Linked DNA regions of Mus musculus: region 1 is linked to region 2. The links are chromatin contacts, called in public HiChIP or PLAC-seq maps. All regions are on one chromosome and are shown on one strand. The core of a region is the stretch at or near the end of the contact, and the rest is flanking DNA. Distances in the headings are between cores, read along the strand shown.

Region 1 (5,850 bases), core at 968-3,467, 590 kb after region 2:
TCCACCCTTTGACTTTGGACTGGTTGTTTAATCTCCGTTCCGCTTTCTTCATCCAGAGCAGAGGTCAGCAAACTCATCAAAGGGTCAGGCCGTAAACTGTTTAAGCTGTATGGATCCTATGGCTTTCCGGCACAGCTACTCAGCTCTGCCCCTGTGGCATGAGAACGGCCTCAGGCAACGTGTGAGCCTATGTACGTGGCAGTGAGCCAAGAAAGCTTCACTTTTGAAAATAGCCAGATATGGTTCCATGTCTATAGCTTGCCAGCCCCTGATCAGATGACGCCCCCCTCCCCAGCCCCCTGCAAATGGAAGAATGTGGAAGACTTTACGGTTGACTGTTCAGTGTCTGTCACACTCCAGCTGATAGTGTAAGCCAAACAAACATGTCCATCCCCCGGGTACACTTAAGCCTGTGTGTGAAAGATGTAAGGAGATGATTACCAGAGCTCCTGGGAAGATAGCATTCATGCTGCCATGGGAAGTTGACCTCTCTCTAACAACAGGCATGGGCAGGAAGCTGACAGGATTAGTAGGGGCTGACACTGCTATCAGCCTTGGGGCACTTTGATCACAAGGCTGGGAGAGAGGAATCTCACTGGACTTTTTTTTTTTTTTTAACCTGAGCTAGGAAATCTTCCATCTCCTCTTTATTAACTTGGAATTGGGTCATCTGTTACTTCAGCTAACGGGATCCCTGGTGGAAACCTCGTTGGAAGAGCTGTTATGAGACCCACTAGGAAAGCATGTGACCGTCGCCTGCTAATTAAAAGGCTTGCCACTGAAATAATCAGCAGGCACATGCCCCTGGCACACGGATTCCAGGGAAATGCAAGCCTTTCATCTCTCTTCCATAGTATCTTTTTTCAGTTGTAAATTCTTGGTTCAGTTTGCTTGAAATTCCCAAGCTACATAAGAAATAACTTAGTAGAAAGAAAAGGAAGAAAACTGTGAGAAAACTACAAGTCTCTCTCTCTGGGCCTCTTCTTTTCTTTTTCCCCTCCCTCTTTCATTTCCTCTCACACACACTGGCCTCTAGCTCACTGGTCTCTTACCTCAGCCTCCTGGGTGCTGGGATTACAGGCCCAAGCCACTACGTCCAAGTTTGACTATCAAATTTCTTCCAGCATAATGTTGGCTCTTTCAAAGATTCTTTTCCCTCTCTCCCATTGTGGATGACATCATGGAAAGAGTGTGTCGGAGCTAGCCAGACAGGAAGCCTGAGAGACAGGCCCAGGCATGTACCTTTATAAAAACACTCTCTCAAGAGCCCAACCAGGGTATCACGGGCCCCACATCCATTCCTTCCTTCCTGAGCGCTACATCCCCCAACCCCTGAGGCCAGGTTCTACCTCCTGTAGATACCATCACATCTTAAAGTCACCATGCTAAGGACTAAACCCCCGACATGTGAATGCTTAAGGAACAAATGGAATCCAAACTCCAAGAGACTGAGGTGGTTTATTAAGCTAAAACAGTTAGACAGGCCAGTATGCCAGATCACTATAACCAGAAAAGTTAGATAGGCCAGTATGCCAGATCACTATAACCAAAAAAGTTAGATAGGCCAGTATGCCAGGTCACTATAACCAGAGCCCTCGCAAGGCTGAGACAGGAGAATGGCTACAAGTCTAAATCCAGCCTGGTCTATATAGCAAGAACCAGGCTAGCTGGAGCTATAACTCATAATAATAATAATAATACATGCTAAGTATAAAGTCAAAATACATAGCCCCACCAAAGAGGTTTAGCAGGAAAAAAAAGCAGTATTTTTTTCTATTTCTTTTCTTTTTTTGTTTTACTCTTTCCATGATGACCTAGATACACAGTGATGGGAATTTTGAAAAGGAAGTAAATCAGTATAATATTTCATAACTTGTATTGCTTGCAACCATCCTATAACCAGGGATGAATTACAAATCACAACTCCAATTCAGTTTGTCCAAATCTACATGGTATCAGCAATCTGTAGCCTGGGGGTTGACAGTCGATGAAACCTTTCAGGGACCAACAATTAGCACCGACAATGCCAAGAAGTTTGAGCCGCTTGCCTAAAACGTAGAATAAGGAAGCGGAGGAGTCTGGAGTCACATCCAGGACTATTGGACTCCAGAGGCGTTTTAGAAAACTCATCTCAGAGCAGAAACCATGAGAAGCAGGAGCCTGCCAGCTGCTCTTGTTTACACAGTTCTGTTGGCTCTGGAACACAGTTCAAGGGTTGGGCAGGGTGTGGCCATCTGGAGAGGCACGTGCTGAACCTTGAACAGGCAAAGTGACAAGGCATCCAGCCTGTGAGACTGCAGGATGAGAGCCAGGATCAGGGCACAGGACCTGTGTCACTAGCCTTGGTCCCCCACAGAGGGGGCCATGCTAGCCTAGGTTCACCCATGTCAGATTAACAACAGAATGGGGGAGGGGGTGGCTCAAGGGAATCCTCTTTCTGATCCACTTTTCTTCCGTCCCACCAGCTCACTCATCCCTTCCTCCATTTTGACACGTTTACAGTTCTTATCTCCATCAGCTGTGTCTCAGGCTTGCCACACAACAGTGTAGACGCTCAGATAAGTCATCCTGGTACCCAGCAAGACCTTGGAAGAACAGTCCTAAGCAGGATGCAAAAGTAAACTTTTCCCCCGTTGGATTGATTCAATCCTGGTATTTTTCTGAAGTAAAAATAAAAACAAAAACAAAACAACAACAACAAAAAAAAAACCAAACCAAAACAAAACAAAAAAAACCTAAACCCTGAATGGCATACCTTGCTATTGTGAGAGTCCGTGGACTTTGTTCATCGCTTCAGGCAGAAAATTCTCTTTTTTTCCATATTGTTCACCATCTTGCCTTTGGGATTTTTTTTTTTTTTTTTTGATAGAGTCTCAAGTAACCTGAACTGGCCTCAAACTTGCTATGTAGTAAGAGGTACCTCGAACCTCTAACCTCCTGTCTCCACTTCCCAAGTGCTGACATTATAGGCATGTACCACCATTCCTGGTTTATGTGGTACATGCAAGCCTGGTCAGCACTCTTCCAATTAAACTTTACCCATAATCCTTATAATACATTCTTCTGGTTGGGTCTACATGAGTTCGGCCTGTCTTCATTCCTCTTAAAAATGATTTCCTCAACAAGCAAGGGTGGAATAGTTCCACCACAACAGACCTATAGACAGTTTCATGGGGGGAAAAGAAAGACAATGTTCTATTGTTTTTTTTTTTTAAAATAACTATTCATTGACTATGTGTGTGAGCCTCTGGGGGGTTATGAGCACCAACCACCTTTGCACAGTGACCATAGAAGCCAGAAGGGGGCTTCAGAGCTCCTGGAAATGGAGTTGCAAGCCACTGAGAGGCACTGCATAGGTCCTGGGAAGCTAATGTGCACACCCTCTACAAAGGCAGCAAGTGTTCGCAGCTGCTGAGCCATCTCTCCATCCCCAAGATTTTTTTTTTTTTTTTTTTTTTGAAATCGCTATGTACTAAATGGTTCCTGCAAGCAGCTATTGCCGATTGCCACTTTGCTCTGCACCTGGGAGCTGCATTTGACTGTTTAAGTGGTTCTGTCCCGGAGCTGCTGAAATGCCCAGTGGAACCACAAGCACTCCTTCAGACTTCCTGTTTCCCAAGAGCAGGCAACAGGGGTGTCGATTACAGCTCGTGCAGGCCTGGGGCAGGGAGGCCCACATGTCCTGTGTGTTTTCTATCTGCAGGCTCCGTACAGATGGTGAGGTTGTTCCCACAGCAAATCTGCCACCAAAGGGGATAGGAAATCTTGGCAGGAAGCTCTCTCAAGCACCAGGGGAGAGTCTCCCAGTGACCTTGGCCTCCACCCAACCCTTTCTCACTACTAAATGAGGAAAGCATCTTGAACAGATTCTGCCAAGACTGATGGGACTTGGGCCTTTCTCAGCGCTGGAATGTTAGGTGAAAGCAAGCAGACACATGTTAACAACTAGACACAAAACAGCTTCGATACTATTCAATCACAACAAGGGAGCCCTCTTCCTGGAGGCTCCTAGCCACGTAGGAGAGAGACCAGCTTTCCTGGGTGTGTTCGCCCGAAGGCATTCGCTTTCTCTGGCAAGATCTTACGGTTAACCAAGATTTCCATGGAGTGAGCAGTCCTTGGCAGAAGAAAAACAGAAGCAAGACCACAAAATATTGAAAAGACTCCTGAGGCTGGCGTGGAGTTAATAATCACTTGTACAAACGGGCGGAACTGGTCTCAATGGGGCCCAGAAGCAATGGATGTAGGGGTATATGATGTGGCATCGCGGGGTTCGCACAGGCAAGGAAAAATATCAGCGGTCTATTCTTTTCCATCTCCGAGGCCACCCTCAGGATAGCTGCTTGATGGTCTTTGCCTCCAGACCAGGCCTCCCCCAGCCACTGGAGATGCCTCAGGAGGTCTGACCCACTTAGAGCTGGAGGTGTAGGGCTGGAGAGATAGCTCAGAAGTTAAGAGCACTGACTGTTCTTCATAAGGTCCTGAGTTCAAATCCCAGCAACCACATGGTGGCTCACAACCATCCATAACGAGATCTGACACTCTCTTCTGGTGTGTCTGAAAACAGCTACAGTGTACTTACATATAATAAATAAATAAGTCTTTTAAAAAAATAAGGAAAAAAAAAGGTAGGTGGTAGACTTCCTAGTGCTCAAAGAGACCAGGGTTTGAGTCTCAGCCCTGGACTTGAGATACATAGACTGCCTGGGAACTCCCTATGGAGCTGGGAACAGTGTTGAAATCCTGATCTCCCTTCCTCTATCTCCTGAGATCCTGTGTGTGTGCCACCATAACTGGGCAAAACTGCTAAGGTGTCCTCAAACAGTCTGTCCCTGTCAGGACACTTCCAGATGAAAAACCTCATCTCAGGTTCACCTCAAGCTACAGGGTTCCAGAGGCATCTGCATCCTTTGAGGTCTGTCCTTGCCTCTGTGCGCTTCTCTTTCCCTTGTGCCTCCTGAACACCATCACAGATCCCCAGTTTGCTGTCAACCTCTCAGTCGACTCTGCTCTACTGAGAGGTTTTTCTGATGTTCCTAGTTACATTTCCAGATTCCTGAAGACAGATAAACAATACCCTGCTGTGGATTAGCGCCTGGCTTAGGCAGAACAGACCCACTCTCTTTCCCAGACGCCCTCCTGTCTCCCTTATTCACTTTCAGTCAATCAGTGTTTTACCACTCATACATTTATTTATCTTGCTGGGGGAGGGGAATGTGCCCACCTGGAGCTTTCGAGTGGAGGCCAGAGGTTACCTCACAGGAACTGGTTCTCTCCGCCCACATCAGGTTTGGTGGTGAGGGCCTTTACCTGCTGAACACTGAATTTTAAAACAAAACTCATCAGAATAATCTTAAATAACCCTTCTCATTAAAGCCACCGGTGTGGGTGGGTGAGTGAATGTGAGTGTGTGTGGGGGTATGGTTATCTGTGTGTGTGTGTGTGTGTGTGTGTGTGTGTGTGTGTGTGTGTGTGTAAACAGACCTGACAATCCTGTGGGATGCGGGAAGAAAACACAAGAGCCAATCATAATAGCTTCCTTTCCACTTGTGCATTAAATTATGTCCAAGTATTTTACAAATACAATACTTTGACTAGGCTGGGCAATGGGACTAGTTCACGTCTCTAATCCCAGCCCTTAGAAGGCAGAGGCAGGCAGATCTGTAAATTCTAAGCCAGCCTGGTCTACAAAGTAAGTTTCTAGGACAGTCAGAGCTACACAGAGAAACTCTGCCTCAAAGAGCTGAAAAAAATTATGTACTATGACTGGGATAGTGGTACTTGATCCAAAAATTTTGTACTGACCCACAGGTTTCTACCTAGAACCCTCCTATGTGCCTCCTTTGGTTT
Region 2 (5,952 bases), core at 477-2,976:
TGGTAAATATCCTATCCCTTAGGTGATGCAAGGAAGCATGGCCAGGAGAACAGGTTAGAATTTGTTGCATTTCTCTGTGCAAAGAACAGGCCAAGCAAAGAATTGTTGCTAATTTTCAAGTCTTAAAAGTTTCGTTTTCAGATGATATTTTGCTCATGTTTTTTTCTCTCTCTCCCAACCCCTCCCCCACCTTTCTACCTGCTCAACTTTATGTTTCTCCCTCCCTCCCTCCCTCTCTTTCTCTCTCAAAAATAAAAAAAAAAAAATTGAAACAAATGATTATTATCCTGGGGTGTGAGGTTGGCGTGTTCTTTGATGGTGGCCTTAGTCATGGAGCATCTGCCCTTAACTTCCCAGCTCTCAGGGCGCTGAGACTGAGACCAGCCACCAGCTAGTGGGGAGGGGCCTGATGAGCTCTTCTAGGCTGGGGAAGTGAGCCTACTGAAGGCAGATTAGAGTATATGTAAAGGCAGGGTTGTTGGATAAGTTCACTGTTCCCAAGGAACTAGGCCATGGAAGTCACCACGGGAAAGGGAGACAGAGGGGAGGGGGAAGAGGGGGAAAAAAAAGCACCTTTACACAGAGAGGGAGAGAAGGAAGAAAGGCAAGAGACCAGAAAGTCTGCAGTGTACAGGGCAGAGCCTCGGAGGAGAAGCCCAGCCCCTGGGCTGGAAACTTCAGGATGGCGAGCAGTATGGTACGCAAGGGAGGGGACTGAGGGATGCTGGGAGAACTTTGCCACCAGGTCTGCTAACTATGCACCTCACTGTTTGTCTGGGGTCTGAATCACAATCAGGCCTAACACCTCCTGCTTATTTCTGACCCCCAAGAGCTCTGAGCACACACCTCCTATTGAAACTGGGGCCTAATTCATTTCTTACAACATCTTAGCCAAGATTAATTGGCACCCTCTCTGCAGACTTAGGCAGGCCCTGTTGTGACAGCTAGAGTAGACAGATGTGTTACTTTAAGCCCTGATGGCTTATTTACTGACCCAGGCAGGGTGGGGCGTGGTGCCCGGGATGGACCTGGTGTTACACAGATAAGGAACCTAAAGGTGACCAAGAGAATTCTGAGTAGAAAAAAGTCCCAGGCAGCTCACACACAGGAGGAGCCAGCCCTAAACTGCAGTCCTAAGCCAGACACGTCAGGGCCTCTTTTATGGTACCAACTCCCCTGGCACGTCAGTTAAGTTAGCCTGTACTGGCCAGGAGTGAGTCAGGCAGAGACAAGGCTGCCTGACAGCAGAACTGACCCCTCTCCCTTCTGCAAACCATCCTAGCCAATGACATATGTTCCACACTAGCTACCCTCACAGACACCCATCTGTTCCTCCCCCGGGCCCTGCACACCTGCTCCAGAATCGTTCAGTTGGCCTTATCACGGACACCTGTCAGAGCAAGGTGTCCCGTTATCTCCTGCCTGTAAGGTGTCCTGTGTGTGTCTGCTCTTGCTTACCCCTTACCCCCCCTCCCCCCAATACTTTCTGCTTATCTTCCTAGATACTCTGGCCTTAGGCGGTTCTAGAAGTATCTGGGCCAGCCTTTCAGAATAGTAAGGGTGGGGTGGGGTGGGGCGAGGGCCATGGGGGTGGTAAGGGCAGGAACTCTTTTTATCTGTTTTGTTCTGGCTGCATCACAGGACCTCAGAGAAAAGTCAGTGCAAATACCCTTGCTGCTCTCAGCATACTTCTTGGCCAGGAAACACCCCTCCTCTCCCCCACTGCACCCTGCACACCTGTCAAATCTAGAAACGTCTGGGGCTCGCCCCAGGGAGGAAGAGGCTGAGTGGGAGGAAACTTTATTCAGTGAGGAAGGACCTTGTGTACTGGGCTGGCTTCTGATAAATGATGTGTGGTTATTTCCAGCCTGAGAGAGAGAAATTCTTAGAGAGCGCTTTTGTTTAGAAGGTTTGGTCTGTGCATTCCCCCACCCCCACCCCATCCTGAGGGCTGTGACTAATCGTGAACAGGCTTCATTTTGTTTAGAGAGACTCTCAGGACTTCCTGGTAGGAGGCTCCATAGCATTTTCCTGCATGTGAGGCCCTGGAAAGCCAGAACTGGGCCAGCACCACAAGAGAGATGTACCACATCATAGAGTGTCTCAGCCCTTTGGTGCCCACTGACGTGCCCTGGTGCCCACTGACATGCCCGCTTCATCATTTTGAGCTCTGCTCTCATCTCCATCATCCCAGAGCTCCCTGTCCCAGGAGGGCAGCTGTGTAGTCTGTGCTGGGGGAAGGGGCTAATCAAACCTCCAGTGTGCTACCCACCATTTGCCTCTAGACTCTTGTCACAGACAGTCCCACACACCTATGTGTCCCCAGCATTGAAACCCTGCCGGGCCTAAAGGGAGTCTTTGCATGGACTGGACAGTTTGAGCTTCATGTTTCCAGGAGATAAGCTCTCATGTCATGGGTGGGAACCGAGGCTGAGCTGGCAGTTGCTTTGCTTGTCCTCTGGTGTGACCAGGCTAGCCTGACCCCAGGGTAGGCAGGCCCCTGTCAGACTTCGGTCTTGGCTACTTGTCTCTATCTAGTTTGCATGCAAGGAACAAGCTAGAATGCTGAAGAGTAGCTCTTTGACCTGCTTACTTTTGACAAACTTCTCACCCTTCAAAGTTTCACTGAAATGACCTTATTTATTTATTTATTTATTTTTAAGTGAAAAGTTTTAATTTGAAACTTTAAGAACAAAATGAAGAAAAGCTCCTGATCACTAAACTTCATTAATTAAAATTTGTTAATTGTATTTATTGTGCATATGTGCGCACACACGAACACATATGACTTGGTACATGTGTGTGTGTGTGTGTGTGTGCACACGCGCGTGTGTACGTGGAGGTCAGAGGGTAATGCATACGATTCTTCATAGGATTCTTTTCTCCCCTTTGCCTGTGTGGGTCTGGGGAGTTCTGTCTCAGGCCACCAAGCATCTTTCCCCATTGAGCCAGGCATCTTGCCAGCTTTAATTTTTATATATTTAGTGGCAATAACCACCATGGCTAGACCCTAAGGGACCCACTGATAAGCCTTCAGGAGTGGTTTTATGTTTGAACCTAGTAAAGTATTAATACAAATGCAGCCTTAAGCAGGGGCCACCTGCTGAGTGTCCTCAGCCCTGGGCTGGTTTCTGCCAGACCCTGGGGGTTTGGGTTTAGAGGACAGAAAGCCCTGGCTCCTAACCTGCAAACCTGACACTGGTTTGCATTTTTCACTTGGCAGGCTGCTGTCCTGGACCCAGAAGGGGTCTCATTTGCAGTCTGGTAGTGAGATGAGTTAAAAGCCACCAAATTTGAGGGTTAAGATGCCTGGAGCCCCATGCTATTTAAAGCAGTTTTTTGTTTTGCCATCTGGTCATACAATGCACTGTTTAGTTGAAGATGCTAAATTCTGGCTCAGAGAATGGCTGTGTTCCCCGAGAGATGGCCTCCCTAGCTGGGTGGGGCACCCATGGTAATGAACTTCTTAACCCTCATGCCCCCATATACCCTTAGCTTTCACCCCCTTTTCTCACCTCCAAAAAAAATCTCCAGAACTTTTTGATCTAAAAACTGGCCACGGTAGACACTTAATTCAGCACATGGTGGATATGGGTTACCCTATATTAATTTTAGGTTTTCCTAGATATATTTACATCTTACTGCCTTATTAATTTCCAGGATGTCAGTCAAGAATGAGTTAAACTTGTAAAGCCTCTTAGCATAGCCCCTCCCTCTCTCCCTCCATCCATTTCCTGTTTATGTAAGGTGAGAATTTTATATGGAGTGAATTTTATATTAATGGCTGTAAATTAAGGCTTGACTAATCCGATTTGTAGTTGGCCAGCCAACTGCATGCTCCCAGAGAGTGAACATTTTCAGCTCTATGGATCACATTGTCTGTATGACTACCATTCACCCATGATAGCAGCTGAATTGCTCCTGCATTCAGGTGAATGCTTACCCTGTACCAATAAAACTGCACTGAAACCCGTGGGCATCAGAGTGGCCCTTGCGCTCTGGTTTGCAGCTGTAGCTGTACTATTACATATTGTCAGATGTGTAGTATACCCTGTAGCCAATGAATGCTTTTACTGTGGGACCTTGAAGTGACTCTTGGTGACGTATGACAGTGATGGGAATAGACTCTTTTTTTTCCCTAGAGCTGAGGACCGCAAACCCAGGGCCTTGCGCTTGCACTGAGCTAAATCCCCAACCCCCGGGAATACAGACTCTTGAGTCACCTCTAGTTGAAGCCCTAGATTCTCACAACCCACTAGGGCAGCCTTCTCCACCAGCTACCAAAGGCCAAGTGCTAACACTCACTTGTGTCTCACAGGAGAACCACAAACAGGAAGTGCACCCAAGAATGCAGCTATGATTGATTGGCTGGGTGAGACTGACCACCCACCCAGCCCAGTAGCTGCCCTGGTAGACCCAACAGCACCTCTGTGGGTGGTAGTGTGGGTCATTCTGTAATTCCTGAGCACTCCATATGTAATTTTTGCAAGATCCAGTATAGAATCTTAAAAATAAGTTTTAACTTCCAGAAAGAAGAGCTTAATTTGCCCGTGGAAGTTTTGTGTTTGGATCCATTTGCTCTCATCAGAGATTAAAGTGAGGTCAGGCAGGAATGTCCCTTCCTGTTCCCTGGAGTCTGACGTCTAGTGTGGACACAGGGCAGTGAGCTACTAGGGTGGACTATGACCCCAAAGATGGTTTGGTTATCAGGGTGACAGGCACAAGAGTAAGATCATCTCTAATCAGGCAGTTTACTCCCTCATCTGAGACTTTAAAGTTACTCCATGCTGAGAAGAAAAAGCTGGGTGTAGATGTAGGTGAGGCCTCCTCAGAAGTTTACCTCAGGGCCCCAAGCATGATAGAAATGCTACGAGTCTTAGCCATGAAGACACTGAGTGGAAGATAGGAAAAGGGGAGAGAAGGGAGTGGGTGATGTGAAATGCCTGCTCTTCCCTTCAGGCAGCGAAGGCTTAGGACCTTAATAGACAGCTGTCAAAAAAGTGCTCAGCTGCCTACAACGGTCCACACTGCCGGTGTGGGTGGGTGAGCATCCATCTCAGTCAGGGAGCGTCTCAGTCGATTCCATAGTGGAGAGTAAAAATACGAATGGTGGCGGTGGTCAGGGTGCCGAGTGGGTAAAGGGCTTGCCAGGCAAGTATGGGACCTGAGTGTGTATCCCCATAACTTCCGTGCAGCTCAGGACACGTAGTGCGAGTGTCTGGAATTCTACTGCTCCTACGGGGAGGTGAGCAGTGGAGACTGGAGAGTCCCCAGACACTCGTGGGCCGTCTAACCTGGCACGTACAACCGACAAACAACAAGATGCTCTGCCTCAAACAATGTAGAAGGCAGGGACTGATACCTGGAGTTGTCCCCTGGCCTCCATGTGTCTGCATTCTGCATTCATGCACATGAATGTGCTCTCTCTCTCTCTCTCTCTTTCTCTCTCTCTCACACACAGAGAAAGAGAGAGAGAGACAGACACAGACAGACAGACAGACAAGTCCAGCAAAGTGAAAGTCATTTTGCATCTCCCTGACTCATTAGATTCCCAAGTTCCCCACCCCACCCCTGGTGCCCACACAGTGTGGTCATGGAGCAACTGTTGGAGACTAACCACAGCTACCCTGGCCTGAGGAGTTTGGCTATTTCCAGCCGCAGAGATGAATAAGAGCATCCATTTGAGCCAAGTTGATTTCCCAGCTTCCCCTGCTCCCCATGCCAGCTATGGGGCTCCTCAAACTCTGCTGGCCTCTGCTCGCTAGTCTGTCACGTCATGAATCTTGCTGGCCTTGCCTGTACGAACTCAGTGGCTTTGCTGATGGGTTGATCTGTGGGATGGTATTCTATAGACTTGCCAGACAGAACTTCAGGTTGGGCTTGGTGAACACACAGATGTCAATCATCTAGGAGGGCTGTGGTCCATGAGAGAGTATCCTCAAGCATCTGTGC

What was found. HiChIP or PLAC-seq counts read pairs in DNA pulled down with a chosen protein or histone mark.
Region 1: a contact with region 2 is called in an HNF4G HiChIP or PLAC-seq map of pancreatic cancer cells. The contact joins two enhancer-like sites.

Annotation. Positions count from the first base shown.
Region 1 is chr17:12,790,479-12,796,328 of GRCm38.p6, forward strand. All of the region lies in intron 1 of Airn (antisense Igf2r RNA), which reads left to right. Among named protein-coding and RNA genes, the nearest start is that of Igf2r, 24 kb to the left of the region's middle. RefSeq lists an enhancer at 1-2,592. Within about 2 kb of position 2,218, at least 161 of the 459 cell types and tissues checked have an H3K27ac peak or open chromatin away from gene starts, as enhancers often do. A contact at or near this core is called in pancreatic cancer cells, where this site is marked.
Region 2 is chr17:12,204,070-12,210,021 of GRCm38.p6, forward strand. The region is part of intron 3 of Agpat4 (1-acylglycerol-3-phosphate O-acyltransferase 4 (lysophosphatidic acid acyltransferase, delta)); the gene reads left to right. Among named protein-coding and RNA genes, the nearest start is that of Gm46605, 58 kb to the right of the region's middle. RefSeq lists an enhancer at 1-1,678. Within about 2 kb of position 1,727, at least 151 of the 459 cell types and tissues checked have an H3K27ac peak or open chromatin away from gene starts, as enhancers often do. A contact at or near this core is called in pancreatic cancer cells, where this site is marked.